4 separate regions of the Sus scrofa genome follow, and all the other regions are linked to region 3. The links are chromatin contacts, called in public HiChIP or PLAC-seq maps. All regions are on one chromosome and are shown on one strand. The core of a region is the stretch at or near the end of the contact, and the rest is flanking DNA. Distances in the headings are between cores, read along the strand shown. Region 1 has its middle 58 kb from the start of TNP1. Region 2 has its middle 48 kb from the start of TNP1. Region 3 has its middle 310 kb from the start of TNP1. Region 4 has its middle 79 kb from the start of IGFBP5.

Region 1 (2,814 bases), core at 50-2,549, 360 kb after region 3:
TCTGTTTCTGTTTTGCTAATAGGTTCATTTGTGTCATATTTTAGATTCCGCATAGAAGTGGTATCATATGGTATCTGTCTTTCTCACTTACTTCACTTAGTATGAGAATTTCTAGTTGCATCCATGTTGCTGCCAATGACATTATTTTGTTCTTTTTTATTATCTTCTTAATCTATTCATCTGTTGATGGACATTTAGGTTGTTTAACAACCCCCTTTATAGACCACATCCACAAAAACACACACAACACACAAGAGTGGCTTATTAAATGAATGTTGAAAGATCACCAAGTTACAGATTTAAGAACTTGATCATCTATTCAGCAATGATTACATCCCTATGATGTGAGGAGACCTAGGTTAAAATTAAGCCAGTTGCATAAATTCATGTGCTAAAGCAGAGAAAACATGTTCAGGGCTATTTAGCCATTTAATCAAAGGGCTAAAGTATTTTCAAAATAGCCCTGAATAATGGTTTTTCTTTTTCTACCCTTGGACAGTCAAGTACATGGCCTTGGCATCAAAATGTTCTTGAGATCCAAGCTGGAGTGAGCCATGGAGCTAAAAAGACCTTCAAATACTTCCATTCCTTTCCCCTCTCTGGGAAGGTTTTTAAGGGGAAAAGAAGAAGGAAAAAAAAGAAACATCCATGGTTTCCATAAGCACTCCCTGTACTTGCATTTGTCTCGTTTGACTTGCTTGGCCAAAGAGTCTGCTAAAATATAATGAAGGAAGGGGGGCTGGCAAGGCTGGGAAGAGAGAATTAGAAATTAACCCTGTTCACTTTTGAACGCTCCCCCAACGCATTTACCACGACGCTGAAGCGTATCACCATCTGCCCCTCTTCTCAGACCATTTTTGGCACTTGACTTGGGTAAGTTATTTTTTTAATAAAAGGAAAAGTGCTCTCATTTCTATTCCTTCTGTGGGGCTCAAGAGTCTTTATGACTGAGAACAGCTCTCCAGTTCCACTCGGGTCTGCATTGAGACTGCACCTCCCAGGGGAAATTGGCCCATTGCATGGGTACCAGAACCCACTGGAGCCCAGAGGTAGATGGGAATCTGTCTCAGAGGCTTCCAGAGGGCCAGCCAGCTAGGAATACCTAAGCATCATATTTCTCCACTTCCAGGGTCTGATCCTCCATATTCTGGCTGGAGTTTGCCCAAAAGGAAGATAAGAGGGGAACGCAGAGGGGCAGCCTGGTGGCTGGGTGGTTAGCTCACTGGGTTCCTTGGAGCTCTCTTTAGTGCTTCCAGCCAAAACCAAAGGTTACTGGAGCAGGCTGGGCCCGCTCCACTAGGAGAGCTGAGTCATCCACGGGACAGGATAACAGCAGCTATAAATTATCCTGTGTTTAAGGATGGCTTTCTCCAACCCTGGCTTTGGGCTTGGAGTCTTTATTTATATCTCTCACAGGAATATTTTTCAAACTCATGACTGCACTCTGTACTGCTTTGGGGACACTCCAAACACCTGGTCTCCTCTATAATGGGCCCTGCAGGCGACAGGCCCCCGGAGGCCCTGGGACTGGACCCTGGAGCGGCTCACACCCCCATCCACACTTATATCCCCTCCCTGCCAGGCCAGAGCCCTGTCCCGTGCATGCAACTACACCCACGCCTGCAGGCCCAGCATCGCACATAAGATGCACGGACAGGTTCAGAGACATGCACGACCTCACATCCACACCCACACCTCCCCCCAGCACACACAGACAAACACACACACTCCAAATATAAACTGCTATGAACTCACTGGTTCTCTGTACACTTTAGGGACAGCCTCTGCTCACGATGAAATATCACAAGTTGCAGGGCCCTCCAGGGTCAGACACCCACCCCTCTGGCTCAGGGGCATTTGGCATTTGGTATTTCCTTTGGTGACTTGGCTCTTTTTTTTTTATTTTTATTGAAATAAAGTTGATTGACAGTGTTGTGTTAGTTTCAGGTGTACAGTAAAGTGATTCAGTTATACATATACATAAACATATTTGTCCTTTTTTTTACATTCTCTTCCTCTACAGGTTATTATAAGATAATGAGTAGAGTTCTCTGTGCAATACAGCAGGTCCTTGTTGGTTATCTATTTTACATATAGGAGTGTGTGTAGGTTAATCCCAATCTCCTCGTTTATCCCTCTCCCCAGTATTTTGGTTCTTTGTGGTGGTGGTAGCTTGTGTCTTAGTGCATAAAGAGGTATCACAGAATGGAAGCAGACAAACTGTTCATAAGCTTAGGAACAATTCCTTGGACCAGATCCTCACAGTCAGAGTAAAGGAGCCGTGTAGACAGCCCTTCCTCTTTGAGCATCTGAAAGAGAGAAGCAAACTCTGTTGGAAGAAGTAGAAGAAGGAGTGAGGTTGCCAGTCCTGCTAATAAATCTGGATTCCTTTTCTCCCTCTGTAACCCCCACTTACGTGCTCTCTGTATCTCCCTCCTCCCCAGCCTTTTCTTTTTCTTTCCTGCTTTGTAATTAGATAATTTTGTGTATTTTAGTAAATTACTGGTTGTTATTTATTTATTTCCCTTGGTTAATTTACTATTATTTGTTCTTCTCAAAGTCTCTTCAGGATAGAGAAAGCAAACCTCATTCTTCCTCTGGTAGGAGGCACAGAAATGACCTTGCCTGGGGCCACAGAGGGCAGTGGCTATGATGGATCCCAGTTCAACCCTGTCCCCAAACCCTGCCTAGCAACTTCCTTCTAGGGAGATGAACCTAGCATATGCTGTGGGTCTGTCCTCTGAGCCCTAGGCCCCCTTATCCAAATGGCACAGGACTGACACTCTCACTCTGCCCACCTTTCTGGGAAGCAGA
Region 2 (3,088 bases), core at 125-2,624, 260 kb after region 3:
TCCACAGTCTCAGTAAGTGCAGTGGCAAGTAGCTCATCCTGATTTGGAAGGATGAAGCTGTGACTTACTCAGCAGTTGTCTTTCAGAACAAGCTCCACCAGGCAGACCATGCTCTCCCAAGATCAGGTATCAAACTGGTCCAAGGATATAAGAGATGGGGACCCCTTCACCACCCCTCTTTCTGGGGTAGGACCATCAGAGAACAGCTTTCTGCTGGAAAGTCAGCAGCTCTCTCTCATAACCCATACCTTTTCTTTCAGGGAGTCCCCAACTTTTCTTGCCAGGCAGGATGACAAGAGGGACAAGAGGGTAATGCGTTCTCCACTTGGAAACAAGTGTCCCACCTCTCCACTTGTCTTAGGGCTCACCTCAAACCCATTGCTTAGAGTTTGTGACTTGAGAACCAGAAGGAAGGGGGAGGAGCAGGCATCTGCACACTTGGCTGTGAAGCTACCATCTCTCCAATAGGACATCTGGACTATACAGTCTCTAAGGTGCCATTAGATGTGCCCCTAATCATATCAGTGCAGGAGCTCATGAGGAGGGCAAATCTGGAAAGGAGGATGCACACTGAAATTACTTACACATGCAGAGTTTTGAGCTGTCAGGAGCCTTAGGACTCACGCAAGTAGAGTTCTTTCATTTCACACATGAGGAAAATTAATTCTAGAGGATTGCTTTTGAAACCCTTTGCTGGTTAAGCTACTTCACACATGTGTACACTAGGTCTTCCACTACTGCAACCTGGAACTCATCACAACCTCCTGTGAAGCTTTGAGCTGGAAGTTCTAGTGGCAACTCTTTGATCCAGGAATATTTGTGTTTGAAGAAGAAGCAATCTAGAAAGATGAGAAGATTCTGAGACAAGAGATCATATGATTTATTTTCTAAACTGGTAGACATTTGAGAAGGAAAAGGAGGAGGGCAAACCAGGAGAAACTGGGACATCTGCCACCCTAACCATAAGAGATCTTTGGGTCTTTCTTGGGAGAAGGATGAGCAACATGTAAGATAGAGCTGAGCTTCAGAAGGCCTGGGCTAGCTTATCCATTCCAGTGGTAGACATTTCCGGAATACCAGGACTGTGGCAAACAGGTAAGAAGCCGCACACACACAAACTAGATTTTGGTGGTTCATCTCCTACTACCAACTAATGTGCCTTTCACAGCCCACTGCCCCTCTCCAGGTCTTATTTTCATCTTCAGAAAATGAAAGAGTTGAACCACATCACCTCTGAGACCCCTCCCTTTGAGCTGCAGTGTCTAAGACTCGGTGGGACCTCTGGCTGAGAAAGGGAGTCCCAGCACAGCAGTATCCCCCCTTGCCAGCCCAGTGCACTAACCAGCAGAACACATGGCCTGGCCCCTCTCAGGCTCCCGAGGCCCTACCCTTACCCAGCCTGTCCAGCCCTACACTACACGTGTTGTTGCTCCTCCTGTTGGTATATAGGAACATACTAGGATAACCCTAGGAAAAGAACTGCAACACACACACACACACACACACACACACACACACACACAAACACACAAGCTTCAGGATCCTAACAAATATTAAAAGCCACAACATTCAAACAAGTGCAAAGGATACGCCAAGAATCCTCTGGCACAGCCCTCTGTGAAACACCTGGTCATGTTTAACCCAAGCTGAAAACATGATTTCCACGTGAGACTCCTGGCAGGAGTGGTCAGAGACAGACTGGACACCCTCAGCAGGGGCCAGGCTAGACAGAGTCACCCCATCTCCTCCTAGGGGACAGGTTCCACCCCTGTTAGGCAGCAGGTGACAAAGAGGGAGCGTGCAAGCACTCCAGCTCTTGGCCATGGCCTTGCTTCAGATGCACTCTTAACCTAAGCCCTGCTACCACCTCCCTGGGAGTCAGCAGATGGGGAAACAGAAGGGAGATGGCTGGTTGGGCCCATTGGCTTTCCATGGAGGACCTCAGCCTAATAGAAGTTGTCATGTGTCAGCTTAGGGCATGAGCAGAGCCCGCCCGGGCAGCAGCTGCTCCAGCGGCCCTGGGCCAAAATGGTGCTCACGTGAGGAGGGGTGTGTGTGAGTTCATTACGAAGAGCAGGCCCAGCTTGGAGGCTGGACAGAGGATGGAGCCCAGGACCTGTAGCCTGAAAACAATCAAACAGCAGAGGAAGGTGAGAGGGACTCTAAGCATAAATTCAATGTCTTCTTTAACCAGTGTTTTTAGATCCTGGTGTTTAATGATGCTGCCTCTCAGATATGGTGAGTGAGAGAACAGGAAGGGCCAGGACACACAGAACCCACTGTAAGCTTGGGTCAACTCTTCTAAAAATCCCAGGTCTGTGAGTCTTTTGGATTAAAGGGATGATGGTGCCCAACCCTCTCATTCTACAAATGAGTAATCTGACACCAGAGATGTTCCAGGGACTCTTCCAACATGGTTCAGCTGGTAGAGCCTGAGTCACCCAGCCCAAAATGTTGCTTTGCACAGTGTTCTTTTCTCCCCTTCTTCCCAGTAAGATGCATAAATGTCATAATAAAGTCAGCCATGAACTTATTCATTTAATCTCTGTTCAAAGTATCACATATTTTTAAAATCTTTATAAATCTCAAATAGTATGTTATTTCAAGTAATAATACTAAATATGGCAATGTGGTATAATCCAGAAACAATTCTACGTAAAATAGTTATAGAGGTGTAGAAATATGTTAAAAAATATTTGTCATAAGTATATTATATTTTACCAAATGTTGAATTTTCTTTATAACTGGCCAAAACATCTAAAACCTCCAGTTCCCCCAAAGTCGTATTTGAATATATGGTACATGGATCTTTTTATGATCTATATTTCTCTCATGCATGAAGTCCCAAGTTCTAGTGATCATAAAATTGTGAATTTCTCTGTTGGAGAGAATCAGAAAAAAAGTTTTTAGTTTTTGTGAGAAATAAAGAAAGTTAAATTGTTACAGAAGGTTGAGGATTTTGCATTGAAATCATAGAAGAGAGAACAGAGGCTGAGGGCAAAGTATTTTATTTTATTTTATTTTATTAAGAACAGTTAAGATCCATCCTCTTATATTTTATATTTATATTTAACTATAGATATAATGT
Region 3 (2,842 bases), core at 140-2,639:
ATCTTCAATTCCCTCTAAGGCCTAAATATGTTAGAATTTAAAACAAAAAAGATCAGGGTATCTGGTTTTATTTGGCCCCCTTACAAATTCCTTAGACATCTTAACTGGCACTAATTTATAAAGTATTACAAAATTTTAGTAAAAAACATACAAATTTATAAAATGAAGGATCTACTAACTCAGTAAGATACCAGCTCATACCCGAAATTAGATTCCTCCTTTTACATCCTTGGCTTCTGCTGTTTGGAAAAGTCTACAGATAAATGTGGTTTTATAGAGAGTTCTTAGCTAAGAAACAGCAAGCAAAGACCTCTGATCCCAGCCTGCCTGATATGAGCTTTGATTTCCAAGGAGAGAGGTTAGTCTGAAAAAATTCTAGCATCCTATCAGATTCTGAGCAGGCACAGCTTTAGTATTTATTGAGCTCCCCCTATGCCTCAAGCTATTAGGGACTTGTAGGCAGTGGAGGGAGGGCCATGGGTAGTGTATACACCAGAGTTTCTACCTCAAATATCTTCAGGTAGTGGAAGGAGAGAGATGTAGATGTGCAGATGCATAAACAGAAAGTTAACAGTAATTTCTTCCATTTCTTGTTCCCATCAGATGTCTGATGCATTTGCATATGATGACACCAGATTCAAAAATGAACCTGGTTCCTCCTCAAGGAATATACATAACAATATCTTTGAGCTCTCCTGCAGAACTAAAACCCCCAGTGAATGGAAGATGTTAACTACTTGATGAAACATTCTTCATTTCAGAAAGAAGGAAGACTACCAGAACCAGTCATGGGACCACTAAACATCAGTTTTGAAAAACAATACAAGCTCGACTCAACATAGATCCTTATCTGTGGCCCTATTTTCTACTTCCAAACTATAAAACCATTTCCTATTCTCCACCAAAGGGGGTATAGTCTTTAAGGCATCAGCCTGCTGTGGCATCCTTAGACTGTCAAAGCAATAAAATGATAATCCCCCCCCAAAAAAAAGTGATCTGTGAAATGGGAAAGATTAGAAGGTAGAGGGGGTCGATTTTCATGTGTGTTTGATGGAGACTTTGAATTCTCCTTAGATGTATGGTGTGCTGAGCTAGAGTAGACTTAGGTCTCCTGGTTCCCAAGACAGATAGATGCCATGGTATATTAGAAAACCCATGATGGACTATTGAAGACAGATGGGCCTATATCAGAGTCTTTCCTCTAGACTGAACAACTTTTGGGTGAGATGCAACCTAATATGCCCATTTCACAGATAAGTCAGTGGGGTTGTGGTAAGGATTTTGAAGAGACAGGATATTTGAAGTGTCTCACATGGTGTCTGGCACAATGCAGAGAAGGGAGCTGACAGGTGTCAGCTTCTTCGGCAACCTTAGGACATGGAGCTAAAGCCTGCTGGGGAATGGCAGCTCTGGCACACCCTGGCAGGCTCTGCCCTACTCTCCTTTCAGTCAGCTGTGTGCCTTGGACCTCCTGGCCTGGAGTCCAGAAGTATGTTACTGGTGCCTTCAGCAAGCCCAGGGCTGCCTGGAAAGCTCTCAACCTGAGGTGGCAATGACGCAGCTGATCTGGATGCTGGAGATGGCCAGGGGAGGGAAAATGCAGAATCTTTGAAAGGAAGGCTCTTTGGAAGGAAACAGAGTTGATCCTAGGGAACACACCTGCCTCTTTTGAGCCCTGAAACAGGCTTTATCTCATTCTTCTTCAGCCATTATCTCTTTTGGTACAAAGGAAAGGGAGAGGTGAAGGTACAGCGAATGTTTTATTCCTCCCCTCATCATTCATGAGAGGTGAGGCTTTGTCAGGACAAATTTAAATCAAGCTGTATCATCCTGGCTGTTTCAGCAACCTGCAAGTATTTATTGAGTACCTACTGAATGCACATATTTTGCTAAATCTCCCAAGAGTCTGCATGTATAAGACAAAAATCCACAACAACCCAGCATAATCAGGTACACTGGAATTGAATCTTAGCTCTAATATTTACTAACAATATGATCTGGGACAAACTATTTAACCTCTATGAGCTTTAGTTTCTTAATCTACAAAATAGGAATAATAATTCCTACCTTGCATGATTAATACGAGTACTACATACTCATATTACTATGTCTACAACATAATAGAAGCTAGATGAATTGTAATTGTAGTTGCAGTTATTACTGTTATTATGTGATACATTCAAAGACTAGCTACAGGCTAAACCATGTAGGTAACTCAAGGTAGACAAGTTATTAATAGCAGGAAAACACCGGTATGAAGTTAAGTGCGGTAACTGGTGTAGTAATTGGTGGGCGAGTTCTTGGATGATGTGTGATTAAGATTTGAGATCTGGAGTGTATTTGGATTGGCAGAAGGAGAAAAGGAACATTCTGGAAGGACAGAAGAAATAGTCTCAAAAGCAGGGATACAGGGAATATGTGCAAAAAGCAGAATGGAACTGAGGTGGGAAGATACTGGGGCTGACTCTGAAAGGGAAAAAGGGATAAGACTGAGAAAGCTCAAGAACATAGCATAAGATCTGGACCCAAAGCTGTAAGCAAAAGGGAGGACCTGCCCAATTCAAAAAGATGAGGGTGATCATGAATACAGTAATGGATCTGAGGGCAGCAGTAGGGTGGATTGAAGGAAGGATACATGGCAGAATGGAGACCAATGAAGAATCTGGTGGTCTGGCGTGATAAACTGCACAAAGGATGATATATTCACAGGAAGAGGGAGAAGAATGAGTCTTTTACATAACAGCTCTAGGAAAGCTTTCCTTCTCCATCATGGCCAGATGTTTATGGCCCCACCTTTCTTCTCTTGGGCTTCTGATATTTGAGTTACCCCAAGTTCTGGGCA
Region 4 (2,865 bases), core at 215-2,714, 390 kb after region 3:
TCCCACCATTCAGACCACAGGGAAATCAGACCAGCCTCCCGCCCAGGTTCCCAAAGCAGAAAGGCCAGGCTCAGGGCAGCAAGACAAGAGAAGGTCCAGTTCTCGCCAGCAGTCTCCTCCTTCCCCTCCTAGCTCCATGCACACCCCCCGGCTCTCTGAGCCTGTTAACTGACAGATCAGAGCTGCTCCCTTTGTGGGCTGGATTGTTTAGCTAATTCACCCATGGAAAATGGTGCGGTTCAGATTCCAGGCTGAGGCAACCAGACACCCACTGTAAATCCAAGCCTGGGGATTGTATCTCTTTCGCCGCTTCCAGACACATAAACCTGCATCCCTCCTCCTCCCCACCCAGCTTTTCCTCTCTGCCTGGAAGGACCTCAGGGAGGCTCCACATTGGACCTGCCATTGAGAGCAGATCCAGAGCCAAGAGATGGGGCCAGATGCTGGAGAAGCTTTCAACTGGCCTCTGAATTTCAACCATAGATCCTGAAGAGTAAGACGTGAGCTTGACCTGAGGATGCTCCCTGGGTACCAATGAAGAGCACATGGCCGAAAGAAACTGACTGTACTCTCTGTATTGCCCTCACCAGCTGCCAATGGGCTCTGGAACTAGACCTGCCCTGATCCAAACCCCAATTTTACAGATAATTAACTGTGCAAGTTTGAGTAAATTGCCTACTCTCTTTCTGCCTTCACCTTCTAATCTAAAAAACAGGAGAATAATCCCTCCCCTCTCTCTCTCATAGGATTATTGAAAAATTAAATGGAAACCCATGTAAAGTTCCTAACAGTAGTAGTGAGCTTGTTCCCTTGCCACAGAAAAAGTCTTTACTCCCCCATTTTGGCCTCACTCCAGTCCTCCCTTCCAGGGTCCAATGAGAAAGTGGGTGACCTCATGCAGAGGATGATTGATGGGCACTAGACAGGCTCCCCAGCTGTTCAAGACTGTCTCCACCACCCTCATGCCAGCTGTCTGAAATGCGCCACTCACGAGTCACTCTTGTGGGCAGGGAGAGCTTCAGGATCGGTTAGCTGCAAGGGCTGTAAGTCTTAGTCATTCTCATTTACAGAAGGGGGCAATTGTGCAGATAACCTGAAAAGGCGGCTCAGCCTTGCCATGGGCTTTCAAATGCATTGGTAAGTCATAGTCCAGCCACAAGAGCAAAGCCACACGTGACTGTCATTCCACCCTTGCAGGGCTGGCCGGAGCACAGCCAAGACCTGACCCCTCAGGGGCTGGAAATGGCTGTTCCCCCAGCCCTCACTCCCACTCTGCTCCTGTCCAGGAGGAGCCAGTCCCATCTCCTTGACCTGGCCCCTGAGCTCCAGTTTCCAGCCATTTCATCACCTCTGGGTCTCTCCTCTGAAACCTCTCCAGGTTCCCCGTCCCTCTCAAGCTGCTCATCAGTCAACACTCATTCCTGAGCACCAGCTCTGTTCAATTGACTGTACTCAGAGCTGGACAAGGGACTGGAGCCAGAGTCTGGCCAGGATGGATGGAGTATCCTGGGGAGATGACCTCATGGGCCCTTCCTCCACGGAGTATTTTTAGGCACCACTTCCCTCCCACTCAGCTTCCATGGACTTCTAGTGCAATCCAGACTCCAAAGTCCCACAACATTTCTCATCATTTTCAAAAGCTTATGAAACAATAAAATGGAAACAATAAATATCTCCTTCACACACTCAGCTCCTATTTTGGGGACTGGTTTCTTTTTATTTCCTTACCACTTCTCTTCAGAAAATAAGGACCAACTCTTGTTCTTAAATATCAAGGAACTCTGGACATCTTTCTCAAGGTAGGCTGTGCCACCCACCTCCATGGCTGTGGCCCCACTTTAGGTGGTTGTGATGTGCTTTCCTTTGTTGCTAATCTAGTTTGAAGCAGATAGCCTAAAATCCTGGGAGCAGCCCTCCTCTCTGGTGTATGGAGAGACCCAGATCTTCTTGGAATATTCCAAGCAAGTAACATCAATAAATCTCAGGCTCTGGAGTTTCCTGATGGCTCAGTAGGTTAAAGATCCAGCATTGTCACTGCTGTGGCTCCAGTGGCTACTGTGGTGTGGGCCCCATCCCTGGCCTGGGAATTTCCTCTGCCACAGGTGGGGCCAAAAAGAGAAAATCTCAGGCTCTAATTAGTAGCAGTTTGTATGGATGAGAACTTGAGTCTGGGACTCAGGCTATCAGGGTCTCTCTCTCGTTCCACCTTCACTTTGCCAGTCTTTTTGAAGAAGTTAATTGCTCTGATGCTCTGATTCTTCTCCTGAACAGTCTGAAAGTTTTCTCCCCTCTTTGGTTTGCTTTCCCTCTTTTTTTTTTTTTTTTTATTTGGTTTTTGGTTTTTGGTTTTCTTTTTGTCGTTTTAGGGGCACATCCTCAGCATATGGAAATTCCCAGGCTAGGTGTTAGAGCTGCAGCTGCCAGCTTACGCCACAGCTCTGTTAGATCCAAGCCACATCTGCAACCTTCTCCACAGCTCACAGAAATGCCCAATCCTTAACCCACTGAAGTTTGAACCCCAGTCATCATGGATACTAGCTGGATTCGTTATCACTGAGCCACAACGGGAAATCCTCCTTTTTGTTTTTTAACTCCAAAAGAAATAAAACACTAACTTACAAATGCATCCACAGACTTTGAGATGGAAGAGACCCTGATGCTGCCAGACTCAGCAACCCACCATCTCCTCCCCTTCATGCTCTATCTCATCACCTACAAGCACTTGATCTAAACTGAGCTCTAGGAAACCCAGCTCCGGGCCATGCTCTGACCATGGCTGCCAACCCCTCAACGAGTCCTGAAAAATGAGAAAGTCTTCATAATCTGGGATGAGGAGAGAAGGAGAGGTGAGGCAGGAGGTGAGAG

Evidence for each region. HiChIP or PLAC-seq counts read pairs in DNA pulled down with a chosen protein or histone mark.
Region 1: an H3K27ac HiChIP or PLAC-seq map of skeletal muscle shows a contact between it and region 3. The contact joins two enhancer-like sites. A contact is called at or near these places in 2 of 47 Hi-C or Micro-C datasets (embryonic fibroblasts and skeletal muscle) and 1 of 2 datasets of contacts at active chromatin or transcription factors (skeletal muscle).
Region 2: an H3K27ac HiChIP or PLAC-seq map of skeletal muscle shows a contact between it and region 3. The contact joins two enhancer-like sites. A contact is called at or near these places in 2 of 47 Hi-C or Micro-C datasets (both in skeletal muscle) and 1 of 2 datasets of contacts at active chromatin or transcription factors (skeletal muscle).
Region 4: an H3K27ac HiChIP or PLAC-seq map of skeletal muscle shows a contact between it and region 3. The contact joins two enhancer-like sites. A contact is called at or near these places in 1 of 47 Hi-C or Micro-C datasets (fibroblasts) and 1 of 2 datasets of contacts at active chromatin or transcription factors (skeletal muscle).

The regions. Positions count from the first base shown.
Region 1 is chr15:118,979,071-118,981,884 of Sscrofa11.1, reverse strand. No RefSeq gene overlaps it. Among named protein-coding and RNA genes, the nearest start is that of TNP1, 58 kb to the left of the region's middle. Within about 2 kb of position 1,299, at least 12 of the 83 cell types and tissues checked have an H3K27ac peak or open chromatin away from gene starts, as enhancers often do. A contact at or near this core is called in skeletal muscle, where this site is marked.
Region 2 is chr15:119,084,322-119,087,409 of Sscrofa11.1, reverse strand. No RefSeq gene overlaps it. Among named protein-coding and RNA genes, the nearest start is that of TNP1, 48 kb to the right of the region's middle. Within about 2 kb of position 1,374, at least 2 of the 83 cell types and tissues checked have an H3K27ac peak or open chromatin away from gene starts, as enhancers often do. A contact at or near this core is called in skeletal muscle, where this site is marked.
Region 3 is chr15:119,341,763-119,344,604 of Sscrofa11.1, reverse strand. No RefSeq gene overlaps it. Among named protein-coding and RNA genes, the nearest start is that of TNP1, 310 kb to the right of the region's middle. Within about 2 kb of position 1,389, at least 1 of the 83 cell types and tissues checked has an H3K27ac peak or open chromatin away from gene starts, as enhancers often do. A contact at or near this core is called in skeletal muscle, where this site is marked.
Region 4 is chr15:118,954,955-118,957,819 of Sscrofa11.1, reverse strand. No RefSeq gene overlaps it. Among named protein-coding and RNA genes, the nearest start is that of IGFBP5, 79 kb to the right of the region's middle. Within about 2 kb of position 1,464, at least 13 of the 83 cell types and tissues checked have an H3K27ac peak or open chromatin away from gene starts, as enhancers often do. A contact at or near this core is called in skeletal muscle, where this site is marked.